2 separate regions of the Triticum aestivum genome follow, and region 2 is linked to region 1. A link is a contact called in public Hi-C data. All regions are on one chromosome and are shown on one strand. The core of a region is the stretch at or near the end of the contact, and the rest is flanking DNA. Distances in the headings are between cores, read along the strand shown. Region 1 holds the start of LOC123054699 (helicase-like transcription factor CHR28). Region 2 holds the start of LOC123054700 (disease resistance protein RPM1).

The links. Hi-C and Micro-C count contacts between places; a contact is called where the count stands out from the background.
Region 2: a contact with region 1 is called in a Hi-C map of leaf, with 3 times the contacts expected there. The contact joins the promoter of LOC123054700 here to the promoter of LOC123054699 in region 1. A contact is called at or near these places in 3 of 5 Hi-C or Micro-C datasets (all in leaf) and 1 of 1 datasets of contacts at active chromatin or transcription factors (leaf).

Annotation. Positions count from the first base shown.
Region 1 is chr2D:583,024,426-583,027,690 of IWGSC CS RefSeq v2.1, forward strand. It overlaps LOC123054699 (helicase-like transcription factor CHR28), which reads right to left and starts at 1,764. Exons shown (of 13, transcript XM_044478529.1): 1 at 1,542-1,764; 2 at 586-1,008; 3 at 273-467; 4 at 1-171. The coding sequence starts at 922.
Region 2 is chr2D:583,196,869-583,200,020 of IWGSC CS RefSeq v2.1, forward strand. It overlaps LOC123054700 (disease resistance protein RPM1), which reads left to right and starts at 1,861. Exons shown (of 2, transcript XM_044478532.1): 1 at 1,861-2,160.

The DNA of each region.
Region 1 (3,265 bases), core at 514-3,013:
CTTCATATATAGCTCTCTCATCACAACCAAGAGGCCTTTTTTCTGCGTTTGGTTGGCCTTGCGTGCCAAAGCCATTGGAAACTTCAGGGTCATTATTAACTGGATTAAAGGAAGGCATTGATGGAGGAAACATCCTCTGTGAATGCAGGCCTTCATAAGTGTAGACATCATCTGACAATTACGAATGGCGAAAAAGCATCTTAATTAATCACAGTTTGCACCAGCATGAATATTTTTGTTCAAACTAAATGAATAAGGTACATATTACACACCGCTATCGCTATCAGTTTTGACGTTCTGGCTGGTACCAAAAGGTAGTTTCCAATCCATTGACGATGTAGATGAAAACATCCCAGTTCCACCATCAGCATAATTAAACCTTGCAGTAAGATCCTCTTCATCACTCAAACTTGGATGACTGGTTGGAAATGATGGAGGCGGAGCCGAATACATATAGACATCATCATCTGACAAGTTTGAGCAGTGAAGAAACATTAATCTTGCTACTAGTCACAGGCTGCAGCGGTGCCCTTTTAAAAACTGTTAATTGTCAGAGTTAACCAAGGATAAATGCAGTGTACTCACCATCATCAATTTCCTGCTTGGTTTTACCGTACGAGGAATCATATAGCATCAGCGAAGAACTTGAGAGAGGATAGATCCTGTGTGATGAACCAGCCGGAGATCTATAAGAGCATGAAGCGGGATTGCTACTGAACCAATCATCATCATCCAAGGTGATTGGCTGTTCTGCATTATTCTTGGCAAACGGCGTGTTGAGTAAAAGAAGAGAGGAGTCAGCGCCGTCAATAGGAACAAGACTGTCTTTTCTGTCCTCTGAGCACAGATGAGTGATGGCTTTGCCTTTTGAACACAGTTTAACATCGTCCTCACTATCTGAACACAGGTCAATAATCTCCATGTTGGTGGCGAACTTGTGACTACGCAAACTTGTCAGCTATCTTGTGCAACGGTCAGAGGGCTCTTGTCGATTGAAGTGTCTAAATCCTGCAAGAAGCCAATCACAGGTTAGCTGGCAATAATAACACCTAAATACTAGTACTAACAAATGTGAGCAATATAAACATGTGCAAGAAGCAGGTGGATAAACCTCTCCAACAACAACGCGTTCTAAAGCCACGACGGTGACAGGAATCGCAGTCGCAAATTCAACAAAGACCTACACTGAAACCTTGACTGTTTATTTTTTCAAACCAAAGGCATGACAGGAACAGGGAAGTGTCATCAGACAAGCAACGTCTGAAACTAATTTAAAGAAACGATGGAGCAATCGAGAGAACCGAGTCGCGCACAAATCTACGGGATGCACAATCCTAGTCGGTCTCGCCCACGATCACCGAGAGCTCCCCCGGCCGCCGGCGCGACCGATTCCCAGCGCCCGACCTAGGCGAAATCGGATAAAGGCCGCGGATTCAATACCGCTCTATATACGGACCAACTCCAATCAAACCCTTCCATCGAAAAGAATTCAAAAACGCATCAGAACCCCATTCCGTCAGAATCAAGATTCAAAAACTCACCCCAAGAAAGCGACGGCGGGGAGAGGCCAGGCCGGAGCCCGCGCCGGGCCGCCCCGTGGACCGGGCCGCGCGGGCGGCGGGCGGAGGTCGCCGGAGGCGCGGCGGGGGGCCGGGGAGGAGGGGCCAACGGAAACCTGGCGAGCTACGCCAATCGGATCGTGGGCGAGGGGATTTAGGAGGGGCGGGCGGGCGGTTCGTTGGTGGCGGCGGGCGGCGGGCCAGGCAGACGGACCGAGCGGGGGTGGGGCGCGGCCTGGGACTTAACGGGCGATGGTCGTGGTCGTCGCCCCCCTCGGGTCCCTGTCTGGTGGGGCCGGTAAGTGGGGGCCCGCGTGTCGGCGGGCACTCGTGGAGCGGGAAAGGGAACGTTCGGATTGGCTGCGAGGTTTGGATTTTGGAAAGACTGAGGAGGATATCGGGGGGCTTGTGGCGGAAGGAAACGCGGCGGTGAATGCTCGCGAAGTTACGTTGTACTTACCGTTGGTTGATTGACGCGTGTCGTGTGATTCGCTGCCGATACAAGAAAAATCCCTGTTGTGGAAAATCAAAATGAGGCAGTTGTGGAAAATCTAATGTGTGGCCATTCGCTGTCTGGCCAAAGGAAGAAACGCCATGGGTCGTCGTGTTGTCAACATTCATTCTAGACTAAGGAAACGACTAGTGTGGTGGGGCAGCAACAAAGCCAATGGTGCGCCTGCCCGCACGACCGTCCAAATCCGACGTGGCTAGCGCGAGAGGACGCCCCTTGCGCGACCCGTAATGGGTTGTATGTGGCCCGGTGGTCCGGTCCGGACCTGAATAAGGCCAACTCCACCGCACGACCCTAAACGGACGTCCGGTTTGGCCGGATTTTGTCCCTTTGGGGCGGCAATGGGTTCGCCCATGTCCGCCTCTGTCCGTTGGGTCATGGGTGCGCCCAGCACGCGGCCGCACCCCAGATCATGTCCGTGTTGGACGTGATAAAAAAAACAGAAAAACCAAAATAAAATGACTTAAAAAAGTAAATAAACGCAGTTAAAAAAACTTAAAACATAAGTTAAGGGGTCATGGCCATAAAACGGCCCAGTTTCACGGTTCACTTAACGGCCCAGTGCCATAATTAACATAAAAAAAACGCCGCCCGCGCGCTCCTGCCGCGCCCGTCGATGCTGTGGCCGTCGCCGTCTTCAGTGGCCGCCGGTGTCGTCGTCGTCGCTGACGAGGTCGACGTAGTCCGGCGGTGTCCAGAGGTGGGCCGGCGGTCCGTGGTGCACGGGGGCGGCGGGCTGGAAGGTGGCAGGTGCCTGCACCACCTCCTCCCATGACGAGGCGTCCCGCTCCGGTGACTGCGACGGCGTGGGGCACCAGTTCACGTCCCCCACGGCGTCGGCCATCTGCTCCGCCGTGCACGACCAGGTCCACCCCTGGCCCACCAGGCCCGGGTGGAACGCCGCAATCTCCAGCTCGGGGATGGCGACGTCGCGGTGCGCACGGCCGCTCATCGGCACCGGCGGGATCGGGACCCGGTCGGCGAAGAGGTGCCAATTGTTTGGGAGGTGGACGTCGCTCCACGGGACCGGCGTCCTCGTCTCCCAGTAGCACCGACATACGTCGGCGTTGAGGTACTGCCGGTCGCGCTCGCCGGCGGCCCTAGGGGCGATGGTGAAGGGGGCAGGCGCGGGGGCCCGACGGGAGGTGTGCGACGGTGATGCGGGCTCCTCCTTCACGGAGCTGCGGCGGCGTCC
Region 2 (3,152 bases), core at 611-3,110, 170 kb after region 1:
AGCGCGCACCCGGCGCTGCGCCCGGGCGCGCTCACCCGCCTCCACAGCCTCAACGTTGACCGCGAGAAGCTCGCTCGCGCCGCGGTCGCGCACGGCCTCCACCGCTTCCTCCGCCACGAGACGCCCTTCCTCGGGCAGCACGCCGACGACTTCGCGGCGGAAATCGCCGCCTACCCGGTCCACTCCAACGGGCAGGTCAGGGCGCCCAAGTGCCTCTCCGACATGGTCGAGGCGCTCATCGGTGCCGTGTTCCTCGACTCCGGCGACGACAACGAGCAGGTCTGGCGGGTGTTCCGGCGTCTGGCGGACCCGCTGATCGGGCCGGAGATGGTGGGGAAGCAGCCGATGATGGAATTCAACGAGCTATGCCAGGGTAAGATGCTGCAGGCAAGGATCGTGAAGAAAGACTGGGCCAAGAGCCACACCGTGAAGGTGGTCGTCGCCGGGGAGACGGTGGCGGTCGCGACATACGGCAAGAACAAGCACGCCGCGCGGAACCGGGCCGTCAAGTCGGCGCTGGACATTATCAAAGCTAGGAAGAAGGACTCGATGGTCACACTCACGTCGGCGCCACATGATAAAGACGGCATGTCGGTGGGCGGTGACCATTGCCCTCCAAAGACACCGGATTTGTTGTCGGCGATGAGCAACGGGTGCAACTGAATCTTTAATTTCGACATATACATGACATCTACCATATTCTAGATTTTGATAAGATTTGATTATGAGTAGGGGAAAGCAAAGAAAGTTTTGATTTAGTTCAGGTTTTGATATGATTTGGATATGGACAGGGAAAGAAAGGAAAGTTTGATTTAGTTAATGTTTTGATAAGATTTCATTTGATTTGACTGAGTTATTAATGCAGGACATGATTTGATAAGATTTAATTGAGTTAATGCAGAACATGATTTTTAAGTATCAACTTAGTTTTGATTATTCTAAACCATGGAGGGGAGGAGGGGAACGAAACCAAATTTGAAGACGTTCAAACAGCAAACTCCCCTTTGATAATGGAGAAGATTAGATGATCTGTTGCATCCATGGTGCAAGAACATTATTATTAGAACAAAAAAGAAACAGATGAAATACTACCTTAGTAAAACCAATTCAAACGAGATGGGCGCCTAGTAGTACCCTATACCTGTTCGACACTAATAAGAAACCGTTGTATGTGTATATCCTTGCCTTTTTCATTAATTATAAAAAGAAGATTGTTGTCCAATTAATCATGAAAATCGGACGAAAATCGTATAACTAGAGCCAAGCTCATATAAAACCTCAAATACTTGGGTTGAAGCCCACCACAAACACAAACATGAGACGTCCAACCAAATACACACACAGATCAAAAGGAACCCATACCGCCAAACTAGCCAGCTATCCACTACCACCAAAAAGAGAAGTCGTGACTTCTATGGAAGAAGCAGCCTTATGGAGTTGTCCTCGCATGACAAATCCAAGACTGCCGTCTCCGTGCACATCAGCCATCCCAGGGCGTTACCCTGACGTCCACTGACCATGACGGTAGAGGAAACCCTACGCAACAATCACAAGTTGCCTCTTCAAAGCAACGCCTTCAAGAAGGTCACGACAAAGACGTCGCCGTGACCCGCCGCAGAAAAAATGGAGCTATTTTTTCCATCCGGACAGCGTTGTGTGGGTATGCGTAAGGTAGGAAAAAGGCAATATCAAATCAAACGTAGACCTGCACAGTGAAGTCGCGATAAAAAAAAAAAATTTGGCACAAGTGACTCGGCGAGGCATGACTTTGGGGCAAAAAGGTTCTTGCCCGACCATCCTGTACTAAACGAGCACTAATGAACGAAATCTTTAGAGGCACGACTTGACCTGCGGGAATTAAGAAAAGAACAAGTTGATCGTGAGAGAGAGACGGGAGAGAGATACAGCAGGTCGCCATCGCTCACTGATTGATTGCAGTAGTAGCTCCATTGCTCGCATCTTGTTCCACCTCTTATCTCGCTCTCCCCTCGCCCACTGCCACCGATGAAGCTCCACCCATCGCCCGATATGCCGTGTACAGCTCCGTCCCTCGCATGAATCAGTTTCACAAGCCGGTTCAGTCTTGCTCTCGTCCACTGCAGATCGAGCAGACCCCTGCTGCTCCCTCGGCTCCGCTGCAGACCCCGTAGTTTCCATCAGGTACTCTGTTCTGAGCCAGAGAGTTCAATCACACGTACAGTAGTAGTTTCTCGTAATCCCACGGCTTCATGTGTTCCAAATAAGCTTTAGCTTTGGATGCTTGCCTGCAGTTTTGCTAGAGAAAAGTTTTCGCCTGCCATGTGCTCGACAGATTGTCCCACCGCCAACTAGAGGCCGAGACCGGCTGCCAAAATGGTCAATCTTATTGTACCAGTAGTAGTAGTATGCACAGTACAGTGATCTTGCCTCTAGTGAATCTTGTGCATCTTAAAAGTCGTAGCTCTTAACTGCGCCTGCATCTGTGTCCTTGCCTGCATAGTCTGATGTTCGACTTCTCTCTTCTTATGCTGCAGAATTGATCACGCTGGTCGTTCATTCGGCATGTAAGCGCCGTCCTGCTCCATAGGCCACACACTACAAGTCTCTACAAGGTGAGTATTGGTTAGCTGATGATGTGAAACCGCCGGTATCAAAGGTTACCCTTTTCGAAAGATAGCTCTGTGCCATGTAGTCTATCAAATGCGATAAATTAACTTGTACTAAATCAGCGACAATTAATATGGATCGGAGGGAGCAGATAAATTAGCAGCCCGCCGGTTCATTTACTAGACTAGTTGTGATCTATGCGCATGCTTAGAGTTTTGCGCTCAACTAGTACAAACATCAATTGCTTGTTGGTCCTTACATGGTATCCTGGGGGCTTGCCAAGCTTCCTGCAACGAAAATCTCTCTGTAGTCCCGATGACAGTCAAAAGGAATGACAATCGGATATGCCATCCAGCTTAGTAGGTTTCTCCTGTTCTGTTCTTTGTGTCACCTGTCATCCACGTTCTCTACTTATTCATTAATTCGTTTCTTGGATTACGCTAGGTGCTTCTACCTTAGTTTTGGCAAAAGAGAATGACTTTGACTGAACCTTTGTTTGTGATGTAACTTATCTCTTTGCTTGGGTATGTCTATTCTAGAATACGAGCCAAAATCCTCATATCTTT